2 separate regions of the Hordeum vulgare genome follow, and region 1 is linked to region 2. Evidence: chromatin contacts called from public HiChIP or PLAC-seq data. All regions are on one chromosome and are shown on one strand. Each heading gives the region's core, a stretch centred on a gene start, on an enhancer-like site or on the middle of the called end of the contact. The rest is flanking DNA. Distances are from core to core; before and after follow the strand shown.

What was found. HiChIP or PLAC-seq counts read pairs in DNA pulled down with a chosen protein or histone mark.
Region 1: a contact with region 2 is called in an H3K4me3 HiChIP or PLAC-seq map of embryo, with 7 times the contacts expected there. The contact joins the promoter of LOC123416815 here to the promoter of LOC123401346 in region 2. A contact is called at or near these places in 1 of 6 Hi-C or Micro-C datasets (seedling) and 1 of 1 datasets of contacts at active chromatin or transcription factors (embryo).

Annotation. Positions count from the first base shown.
Region 1 is chr1H:482,574,200-482,580,607 of MorexV3_pseudomolecules_assembly, forward strand. LOC123416815 (F-box protein At5g03100-like) reads left to right here and starts at 4,446. Exons shown (of 3, transcript XM_045106817.1): 1 at 4,446-5,360; 2 at 5,462-5,596; 3 at 5,743-6,315. The coding sequence starts at 4,527. The coding sequence ends at 6,057.
Region 2 is chr1H:482,341,691-482,347,491 of MorexV3_pseudomolecules_assembly, forward strand. It overlaps LOC123401346 (probable indole-3-pyruvate monooxygenase YUCCA11), which reads left to right and starts at 4,531. Exons shown (of 6, transcript XM_045095133.1): 1 at 4,531-4,711; 2 at 5,033-5,142; 3 at 5,241-5,474; 4 at 5,557-5,679; 5 at 5,775-5,801. The coding sequence starts at 4,531.

The DNA.
Region 1 (6,408 bases), core at 3,196-5,695, 230 kb after region 2:
ATCTTTTCATTTTGCCTATTTCTTCTCCTCTTCTCCTCTTGTTGGAGCTAAATTACCTAATTATGTCTTTTTTGAGCTAAATATTCCAATTATGTCATTTTAGAGGAAAACAAGCTAAGTATATAATATTCATGAGCTAACCAAGGTTCTTGTGCCATTTTGAGCTTATTATGGTATTTTGGAGCTAAATGGGCTAATTATGTCATTGTTGGGTTAATTAAAGCAAGGATAATATGAAAGAGGAGAAGAAAGAGGAGGAGGAGGAAAAGAAGAAGAAATCAAGAAGGAGGAGGAGGAGGAGGAGAAGGATAGAAGGTCCTTGGCCTTCTCCTCCTCCTCCTCCTCCTTCTCCTTCTTCTCTTCTTCTTCTTCTTCTTCTTCTTCTTCTTCTTCTTTCTTTTCATTTTGCCTATTTCTTCTCCTCTTCTCCTCTTGTTGGAGCTAAATTACCTAATTATGTCTTTTTTGAGCTAAATGGGCTAATTATCCCATTTTAGAGGAAAACAAGCTAAGTATATAATATTCATGAGCTAACCAAGGTTCTTATGCCATTTTGAGCTTATTATGGTATTTTGGAGCTAAATGGACTAATTATGTCATTGTTGGGGAAATTACCCTGCTGCATGGACATGCACCTACCACGCAAAGTTCGCAGGTCCAGAAGTTGCCCTTTTGGTCCAGAGGACTTTCCAGGTTACCTATACTACTTTTCAGTTTATATAAAACTTTTCGATATTTTCTACATTTGAGGATGGCAATATTATTTAAGTTGTCATGTTTTGCTCCGGTACCAATAAATATAGATGATACATTATTTTGACACACTTGATTTCAACAAAAGAACATGTGATCTTCTTTGAAGTAGTCTTGAACCTAAGCAATAATGATGGGCGAATAAACTAACAGAATCTACCACTAAATCTATTAATTAACTAACAGAATCTACCACTAAAACTACTAATTAATTCCAAAAAACTAAATACCAAACATGTGATCTTCTTTTTGTCTTCTCCTCCTCCTATTCTTCTTCTTCTTCTTCTCCTCCTCCTCCCCCTCTTCTCCTCTTCTCCTCCTCCTCCTCCTCTTCTTCTTCCTATTCTTTCTAGTAAGCTAACTAACTAACTAACTAACCAAGCTAACTAAACCTATCGCTAAACCTAGATAGCACTAAACAACAAAAAAATAACAAAAACAGAATCTACCACTATAACGAAAACAGAATCTACCACTAAGTAACTAAAAAGAATCTAGCTACCACTAAATACCAAACAATAAAAAATCAACTTCTTCTTCTTTTTTCTCTTCTTCTCCTTCTTATTTTTTTCTTATTCTCTTCTTCTCTTCTTCTTCTCTTCTTCTTTACTTCTTCTCCTTCTTATTTTTTTCTTCTCTTCTTCTTCTTTTTCTTCTTCTTCTCCTTCTTATTTTTTTTCTCCTCTTCTTCTTCTTTTTCTTCTGCTCCTCCTCCTCCTCCTACTCCTCTTCTTCTTCTCCTCTTCTTGTCCTCCTCCTCCTCCTCTTCTCCTCTTCTCCTCCTAACTAAATCTACTAACCTAACTAAAACTACTAACCTAACTAAATCTACTAACCTAACTAAATCTACCACTAAAACTACTAACAATAACAACTACTAAAACTACTAAAAAAATAAAACACGTAAAAAATAATGCGGGTGGGGGTGTGGGGGCTCACCGAGAGGGGCGGCTGTGGAGGGGCCGGGGTGGCGGGGGTGGCGGGGCGGCGCCGGGGGCGCCAGGTGCAGCGGCGCGACGGTGGTGGGGCAGCGGCAGCGGGGGCGGCAGCGGCAGCGGCAGCGGCAGCGGTAGCGGGGGCGAGGTGGGGCAGCGGCAGGGGCGGCGACGCGACGGGGGCGGCGGCGCGACGGTGGTCCTGGCGGCCGTTACAGAGAGAGGAGCGCGCGGGGTGGGGAGAGAGAGCGAGGGGCGCGCGGGGATGAGCCATTACACAGAGAGAGAGGGGCGGGGTGGGGGGGAAGGAGCCGTTAATGGAGTTAGCGCTTTGCCGTCTGCCAGCGGACGGCAAAGAGTCTAGACTCTTTGCCATCTGCCTCCGGACTCTTTGCCGTCCGCTAGCAGACGGCAAAGGTCCGACTCCTGTTTGACCTAGCCACCCCGCGGTCAGGTGGGCCTATCTACATCTTTGCCGTCTGCCTCTGGACTATTTCCCGTCCGCTAGCAGACGGCAAAGAGGTGACAGATGGCAAAAAGACTGTATGCCATCAGCCAGTACTGTGCCGTCCGTTTTGCTGAAGCTGACGGCAAAGACTATCTTTGCCATCAGCTAGCAGACGGCAAAGACTAGGCAGATGGCAAAATACTGATTTCCAGTAGTGCCTCTCTCATAATAGCAAGTACTACGGTGGGTGAACGAATTACTGTCGAGCAATTGATAGAATCGCGCAAAGTCATGACGATATCTAAGGCAATGATCATACAAATAGGCATCATGTCCGAGACAAGTAGACCGATACTTTTTGCATCTACTACTATTACTCCACACATCGACCGCTATCCAGCATGCATCTAGTGTATTTAGTTCATAACAAACAGAGTAACGCCTTAAGCAAGATGACATGATGTAGAGGGATAGATTCATGCAATATGATATAAACCCCATCTTTTTACCCTTGATGGCAACAACACGATGCGTGCCTCGCTACCCCTTCTGTCACTAGGTGAGGACACCACACGGTATGAACCCAAAACCAAGCACTTCTCCCATTGCAAGAATTATAGATCAAGTTGGCCAAACGAAACCCACAACTCAGAGAGAATTACAAGGATACGAAATCATGCATATAAGAGATCAGAGGAGACTCAAATAATATTCATAGATAATCTTATCATAAATCCACAATTCATCGGATCTCGACAAACACACCGCAAAAAAAAGTTACATCGGATAGATCTCCATGAAGATCATGGAGAACTTTGTATTGAAGATCCAAGAGAGAGAAGAAGCCATCTAGCTACTAGCTATGGACCCGAAGGTTTGTGGTGAACTACTCACGCATCATCGGAGAGGCAATGGTGTTGATGAAGAAGCCCTCCGTGTTCGAATCCCCCTCCGGCGGGGCACCAGAACGGTCCCAGATGGGATCTTGCGGAGACAGAAGCTTGCGGCGGCGGAAAAGTATTTTCGTGGCTCCCTTCTTTGGTTTCGGGATTTTAAAGAATTTATAGGCAAAAGAGGTAGGGCAAAGGAGCCATGTGGGGCCCACAAGCCTGCCAGGCGCGCCCCCCAGGCCGCGGCTAGGGGGCTTGTGATCTCCCCCGAGGTCTCCTGCCTTGGTTCTTAAGTCCCTGCGTGTCTTCTGTTATGGAAAAACATCCCGCACGTTTTATTCCGTTTGGACTCCGTTTAATATTCTTCTCTGAAAAAGGTCAAAAACATGAAAAAAACAGAAACTGGCACTTGACACTGAGTTAATAGGTTAGTCCCAAAAATAGCATAATCATGCATGTAAAACATCCAAAGTTGACATGATAATAGCATGGAACCATCAAAAATTATAGATACGTTGGAGACGTATCACCTCCTCCTATATATATTGGTGGTTTTAGGGCTTTTGAGACACAACTTTGTCACGTGGAACTCAAACCTATACCACGTAGTTCTTCCTCTAGATCGGATTTCTGCGAAGCTCGGATGGAGCCTTTTGCAGGAATAGACCATCACCATCACCGGCGTGCCGTCATGCTGTTGGAGAACTCATATACTTCCCCGTCTCTCTTGCTGGATCAAGAAGGCGGAGATCGTCATCGAGCTGTACGTGTGCTGAACGCGGAGGTGCCGTCCGTTCGGTGCTAGATCGTGGGACGGATCGTGGGACGACGGTGATTTGAATCACAAAGCTGTACCATTACATCAACCGCGTTTCTTAACGCTTCCCGCTTAGCGATCTACAAGGGTATGTGGATCCGATCTCCCTCTCGTAGATGAACATCACCATGGTAGGTCTTCATGTGCATAGGATTTTTTTGTTTCGCATGCAACGTTCCCTACATTAACTAGCGTCGTTAGCGTGAAATAGGAATTGCCAGCTCTTTGTACAGTAAAAATCGCAGCAATAGCTCCTATGAAAAAACAAACTGTACATGTTTTGAACCCAAAGTAACACCACGTCCTGCAGCCCAGCCCATTGTAGTGCCTCTGTAGATAGGCAGGAGCCGAACTGGGCCAGCCCAAGGGGCGCCCAACAAGCCTGTTGGAGAGGAAAATTCTAAACATACGGAGTAACACGGGGGTTTACGGACTCCTTCGTTAGATGATCTCCACCGTCCCCTGATTTTAAGAAGGTGTGGGCCTCCTCGTCCTTATTTCTTCCAATCATCTTAACCCACTTAATCCTTCCCATAAATTTTCATAAAAACTGTCTATGTAGCGTCCCTCTGTTGGAGAAGCCAGATTTGCAGATTTCGTGACGTTTGGAGAGGTTCAGAACAGGCTTGTCACTCACTCCTCGGGCCTCGGCCGTCTCTCGAGCTCCCCCACCCAGCCAGACCATGGCGTCGGCGTCGGCGTCGGCGACGCTTCCTATAGCCAAGACGGCGCCGGATCTGCAGGAAATCGATCTGATTAGCTCTCTCCCCGGTGAGATCCTCAGCATAATCATATCTCTCCTCCCCATCGACGACGCCGTGCGCACCACATCCCTCTCCCGCCGCTGGCGCCCCCTGTGGCGCTCCTCCCCGCTCAACCTCGACATCTCCCACATCGACGGCTGCGGCCGCGACCGCGCCGCCGCCGTGTCCAAGATCCTCTCCGAGCACCCGGGCCCCGCGCGCCGCTTCCTAACCGCCTGCCTCCAAATCACCGACCCCGACGCCTGGCTCACCTCCCCCGCTCTCCGAGATCTCCAGGAGATCGACCTCTGGCTCCCTCGGTACGATGCTCCGATGCCGCTGTCCGTTCTCCGCTTCGCGACCACCCTGCGCGTGGCCAGATTCGGCAGTTGCAGGTTCTTTGTGGACTACGCGCAGCCGTCGTTTAACTTCCCTTGCCTTGAGAAGCTCACCATGAGATCCATTTCCATACGGGAGGGCACCCTCTACCGCCTGCTCGCTGGCTGCCCTGTCCTCCAGAGCTTGCTGCTGAACAGGTGCCACGGCTTCTTCTACCTGCTCATCAATTCAGCAACTCTCAAGAGAATCGGCACAAACGGAGGTCGGCATGGCTATCAACTAGTCATAGAAAGTGCCCCCAGGCTAGAAAGGTTGATCAGAACTAACCCTCATCCAGACACAACCATCTGGCTAATCGAGGCACCAAAACTTGAGATCCTTGGCTCCATAACAGATGATTTTACTAAACTCAAGCTTGGGTCTACAATTTCTGAGGTAGCTGTGGCCATCTAATCTAAGATTCAGTATTAGGCATCATATTAGTAGGAGGGCTCTTTCTAACCCTCTTGTATGTGTTATGCCTTCTCTGTTATTAGGGAATGGTTGCTGGCAACTTGAAAGCACTGATGCGCAGCGTCAAGGTTTTGTATCTCACGTCCAGTGGCCCTAATCTTGATGCAGCTATAGTCTTCCTCAAAACATTTCCTTGCTTAGAGAAGCTCTACATTATGGTAACTCTTCTTTCTTTGATAGTTTTTAGTGTTAAAAATAGCTTCATGGTCATTTCATACGTTTTCCGATGAATAAATCCTTGTTTTACTTGTCAGGTGGAGGTCAGTTTTTCTATTGTGTAACTGTCTTTATTATTTTCTTTCAGTCATGTCCAGGAAATGATATGGAGAATGTGCATCATCTTCAAGCACAAGATCCTATTGAATGCCTCGATCATCTCAGAGAAGTAGAGTTGAAGTTTTATGTTGGCAGCAGATCAGATGTCAACTTTGCCAAGTTCTTTCTCCTGAATGGTAAAGTGCTCGAGTTAATGAGATTTCGTGTCAAGGACCAATATACTGAGGAATGGGTAGCTGATCAACACAGCCAGCTACATGTTGATAGCAGGTCTTCTCCAAATGCTCAACTTAAATTTACAGCTGCTGATGGTGCCAACCTTTTGACAATATTCTGTTCTTGACGGATACCTCCAGTGACCTTGTTTGTGGACATTGTGGACAAGGTTGACTAGATTATTGTGCCCCTTAGTTTTCTGGCATGTCTTGTCACTCTGCAGAGCTGGAAACATGGCACTTTGTGACTTGTGTGTAATGCTTTAGAGATCAACTATTTTACTTGTCATGTTATTGAGATGTGGCATGTCTTTGGCATTCTAAATTGCGAATGATCGCAACCTAGTTGTTCATTTTGATTCAGAAATTAATGTATGGCTTTGAAATATTGTTTTGTTTGGGGAGGGGGGGGGGGGGGGGGAAGAATATTGTTCTTCCAAAAAATTTAGAAAGTAACTTAAGTCTTTTTTTGTGTGTGA
Region 2 (5,801 bases), core at 3,281-5,780:
TTTATCAACTGAATTGCTTGAGAACAAGCAATGAGTTAAGCTTGGAGGAGTTGATACGTCTCCAACGTATCTACTTTTCCAAACGCTTTTGCTATAATTTTGGCCTCTAATTTTCATGATTTCAATGGAACTAACCCAGACAGAAGCTGTTTTCAGTACAACTACCTTGGTGTTATTTTTGTGCAGAAAAAAGTTCTCGGAATCGGATGAAGATTTTTGTGAATTATTGGGATTTATAAGGACTTATGGAGCAAAGAACTGCCGGAGGGAAAGTGCCAGCGGGCCACAAGCCATCAGGGCGCGCCCCCCAGGCCAGGACTTGATGGCTTGTGGGGTCCTCGAGGCTCCTACGACCCTAAGTCCAGTCCTATAAATTCATTTCTTCGAGAAAAAAATAAGAGAGAAGTTTTCATCATGTTTTACGAGACGGAGCCACCGCCACCTCCTGTTCTTCCTCCGGAGGGCTGACCTGGAGTCCGTTTGGGGCTCCAGAGAGGGGGATTCATCGCCGTTGTCATCACCAACCCTTCTCCATCAACACCACCATGATTCTCACCACTAGGAGTGAGTAATTCCTTGGTAGGCTTGCTGGATAGCGGTGGGATTGGATGCGATTGATCAAGTAATCGAGTTAAGTTTGATAGGGCTTGATCCCTAGTATCCACTATGTTCTGAGATTGATGTTAATATGACTTTGCTATGCTTAATTCTTGTCGCTAGGGCCCGAGTGTCCTGATTTGAGATGTGAATCTATTATGTTTTCATGAATATAAGAGTGATTTGGATCCTATCTTGCAAGTTATAGTTACCTATTACATGTCTTGATCCGCATATCCAAGGTAACAATAATTGAGATTCTTTCCGGTGATTGACGTAGTTTGGGGAGTTCATGTATTCACTAGGAGATACTATTTGTTAATGATATACTTATAAGCAATCTAAACAATTCATAGATGTAATGACATTTAAATTTCTCACGCATTGCTTCTGAATAGTGGTCAATAATCATGCCCATTTTCTTTCCTATTTTGGCTAGTATCATGTGTGGCACGTGTGAAAACTGAAGGTTTGCTAGGAGTCCAAAAAACTGCAATGCTCCCGAATATGCAGAAAGACCAAGATTGCATGGCCCTCAAACTTTGTATGTGACTAATATCCTGCCATAATCACTGCTTGCTTCATTACAATTCATTGTGTGTTAAGAATTCATTTTGTTATTTTCTTTGTAGATCCAAAAGATACATGGATCATTATATACGTGCATGGCAAGTATATTGCAATAATGATCATGTTCCGGCTTCATGATGACGACGACGGATGCTTCGATTTTAGTTAAGTTGTAGGGATGTTATTCCTATTGGATGTTGTTTCTCGGTTAAGTTGTAGTTAACTAATAGGGATGTTCATGGATGCTTTCATTCTAAGTTGTTGTCAATAAAATATTTAGATGTACATCACATTTGGATGATGTTCCTCCTGTAATATCCAATATTGTAATCCAATAGTTTTATCCAATATATGATTTCTTTATATTGTGCATATATTCCGTTCATATATGATTTCTTCTTCTTGTTAGTATATTCTCTTTTTTTCATCACTTGATGTACATAATTATCTTCATTACGTGGAGCATTAATTTAATTGATGAGTATTCTCTTATTTTCTCCATCACTTGTTGTAAATAATTAACACCATTATTTGGAGTATTAATTTATTTGATGAAGCATCGGTTTCAAATTCTATATTGTCTAGGATTTGGACTCCTGTACATTAAGCACCAATATATAAAGGTGTTGTAGAAGTAGGTTTTATGCGTAGTAGGAGCGACAGTATAAGCGTCACATTATACGCTAGCAACATTAGATAAGGCTACGCTTTCCAAACCGTTGGTAAAGACACTATCAACGTATATATGAACTTTTAGATACGGAAAAGAGTGTTGCTATAAGAGGGGTCATGTTGTAGTGATTGAATATGTTACACACTATATAGGGAGAAGGAGACATTATATATTCTATAAAAAAAATCAGATTTGGTAATTCTCGGTCATGCAAGAAATCGTAAACTTTTGATCAACAATGTAGCCGTCTAATGTAAGAGGGGGGTTCGTGCGGATTTTGCCTTTCGCTTTTCCTATCACGAACCAAATCCGTGACCTTCTGAAAGCATATGTTATGTTTGTATCAACCAAACAACAAACTGCTTTTCTCGAGTGTTAGGATTGCATTTATATATACACCGTATAGCATTTTCCATCTTTTTTTAAGTTTAGATTTGTGTGCATATCCAACTAGATAAGAATGTAGAGCAAATACAATAGTTTAACTCCATGCTCAGTTACTTTAAAAACCTTTCACATACTTTTGAATCTTTTTATTCTATATTTTCCCCTTCATTTATATTTATTTTTTCTGTAGCTTTACTATACTAAAGGCATTCATTCTATCCTGTGTAGATCATTGTTTTTATTATTTATTTTGTTAGTAAATTTATCCTTTTTTATATGTTTAAGCGTACACGTTTTTTCCAATCCAATGATTTCCTTGTGTATTTGTTTATTTTAGCTCTTTCTATGTCCAGTTAAAAAAATGTTCATCCTCAATTTTGTTTTTAAAATGTTTAAGTAAATTTATATGAGTGTGTTACGGCTACTTTTAAGTATGAATGTTCTGTTATTTCAATCGATCATTCACGTATTTTATTAGTCTACGTTTAGCAATAACTTTTTAGTTATAAGTAACCGATAAATAAAATTTATAGCACTAGAAACTTCCAATCTCATTTTATTTGGCAGCCTATTGTTTTCACCGGTAACACATTCTAAATACCATGGTCACACAAATAATATATGCACAACTCTGGTGCTAGATTAAGATTGCATGCACTTATTCGAAGTTTTTTCATTATTATTTTGTTGTATTACGTTTCCTTTTCATATTATAATAAGCCTCAAAATTTACTTTACAGTAATATAAATATTCTTGTTACATTTATGTGACAACTTTTTGGACCAGCTGAACGTTGCAGAAACTACAATTGCATAAATGATATATGTGCAACTCTTTTATTAGGAATGTGCAATTGTGATAAGTCACACATCCGAATGTTTAATATTACACATACTTATTTGAGGGTTTTATTCAATTCCTTTTGTCTTTATTAACGATGCCTGATTTGATTTGTTTTGTCATATTTTAGGAAGCGGCCAAAATAAACCAGGGGACCTCTGTCGGCCCCATAAGCACCTCTATTGTGCCACAAGCTTAGCACGTGTAGGGTGTGTGTGGGCCTTTAGCTACACCCCTGGCCCATCTGGAACCCGGTGGATCCCTTAGTCATGTCTTCCGGCACAAAAACAACATGTGACTTCTGTCATAGGATTAATATATTATCCCAATAATTTTTTTTTAAAACGTTCTTGAACCATGTATAAATCATACGAATATAGCATGAACATTACCAAAAAAATAGATAAGTTCTGGAGGCATAAAATCCAGTTTCTTATTTTTTGAAAGGACTAATAGCACATTTTGCAAAGCATATTAGAAAATATAATAAATGTGTAGTTCTTGTGTCTCGATTGTGCAACCGGGGTAAGTAGCGCATCTCTAAGATTAAGATTTCACACATTTTAGTGTAGTTTATTACCATGATTTTCCAGGTGTTAATATGTTTATTCACAATAGGTGATGAGTTTTCTTTTTGCAAAGGAAATCACTTTTTTTTCTTCTTTTTTGCTCATACGAGAGATGTGGCCTAGAATGATATTAAGCACAACCGACTGACCTAAACCTATAGCTAAGGTCGCCTGTGGGTATTCCACTTGAGAGACTAAGGAGGTAGGTCTTTACCACCTATAAAGTTAGAGGGTATAGTCAAATAAGATTTGTACCGTTAACTGCCTGTTCAAAAACCGAATCATATCCTTATCATGCTGAGATTTGCATTAATGATTACATGAAAAACGAAAGAAGAATGTTTAAATTCTTGCTAGTTTGGACACATCCTAATATTTATTGAAATTTGTACTCATGGCAGTTTAAAAGTTTGGCAAAGCTCACATACAAAAGGAAAGTAATATTACAAAAAAATCCAAGACTATCCATATTTCATTCGAATTTGTACTCATGGTAATTAAAACTTTCAATATATTATAGCCTAAATATATTTGAATCTTACTAGGAATTTTGGTGAGGAATGCATCTGACTGGGATTGGGTTCCATGCCATTATGTATCTAGATAAGCTTCTCACAACAAATATGACATTTATAATGTTCTAATTTTTGTAGGGGGTAGAACATACAAAGTTAATACGCACCAGACTTTATCATTTTGCATTTCATAATTTAAGCATGTTTATAAATAAAATTATATGTGAAAGTTACGAGTGTATATATATGTGTGTGTATCATTGTGATTGCTCATCCTAACATTCCATCAAGCAAGCACACTATATCTCTAGACATTGTAGAGCCAGCAGCCTACTTACGTACAATCCCACACCTCCACATACTCTATTTGTTGTGGCTATGGAGGAGGTCGAAGTTCTGATTGTTGGAGCGGGTCCTGCAGGCCTCGCGACTGCGGCATGTCTTACCCAATTTTGTATTCCATTTGTTATCCTCGAGCGTGAAAATTGCAGTGCATCCCTATGGCGCAACCGCACATATGATCGTCTCAAGATACATCTTGCAAAGGAGTTTTGTGAGTTGCCGCACATGTCGTACCCAGTAGATGCCCCAACATACATACCAAAAAATACTTTCATCAAGTACTTAGATGACTACATTGAGTGTTTCGATATTCAACCAAGGTATCTTACTGTTGTTGAGTCAGCCACATATGACATTGATGGGAAGTGTTGGTCCGTCATAGCGCGTGACAAGGTGAAATGCAGAATAGTCAATTACATGGCGAAGTTTCTTGTTGTAGCAAGTGGTGAGAATAGTGCAGAACATATTCCAACAGTTCCTGGACTAGAAACCTTTCCCGGTGTGGTCATCCACTCATCAAGTTACAAGTCTGGCATCACCTACTGTGGTAGGAACGTCTTGGTCATTGGATCTGGCAACTCTGGGATGGAGATCGCTTATGACCTTGCTTCGCATGATGCCAACACTTCTATAGTTGTACGAAGCCCGGTATGTGTACTACATGTGACTTTCTTTTTATATTTACTTTATATACCGCACTTTATCTCGCATGTTGAAAAGATGCATGACTCCTTTTGTGGATGCAGATTCATGTAATGACAAAGGAATTAATTAGATTAGGTATGACACTAGTCCGTTATCTTCCAATGAAGATGGTAGATGATCTTCTTGTGATGGTGTCAAATTTCAAATTTGGGGACCTATCTAGGCATGGCATCACGAGACCCAAAAAGGGCCCGTTTGTCCTCAAGTCAGAAATCGGCCGATCAGCAGTAATTGACGTTGGCACCGTTGGGTTAATTAAGGAAAGAAAGATTAAAGTGCGCATGTCCAGTATGATGCCATTCATAATATATTAAAATTAGCTTCATGTGCCAAGTTCTTATTTTTGATTTCTTTTAGGTTCAAGGAAGGATTACTAAGATCAAAGGCAAAACAATTGAATTTCAAGGTGGGAATGAAGGCTCCTTTGATGCAATCGTGTTTGCAACTGGATACAAAAGCACGTCAAATATGTGGCTCAAGGCAATACAAAATAGATATTTGAATTTCCCTAGTGCAATTTCTCTAGATGCAAGATGTGTTATATGTTCTAACATGAGCAAGGTTTGCATGTGCAGAATGGCGAGGACATGTTGAATAGCGAG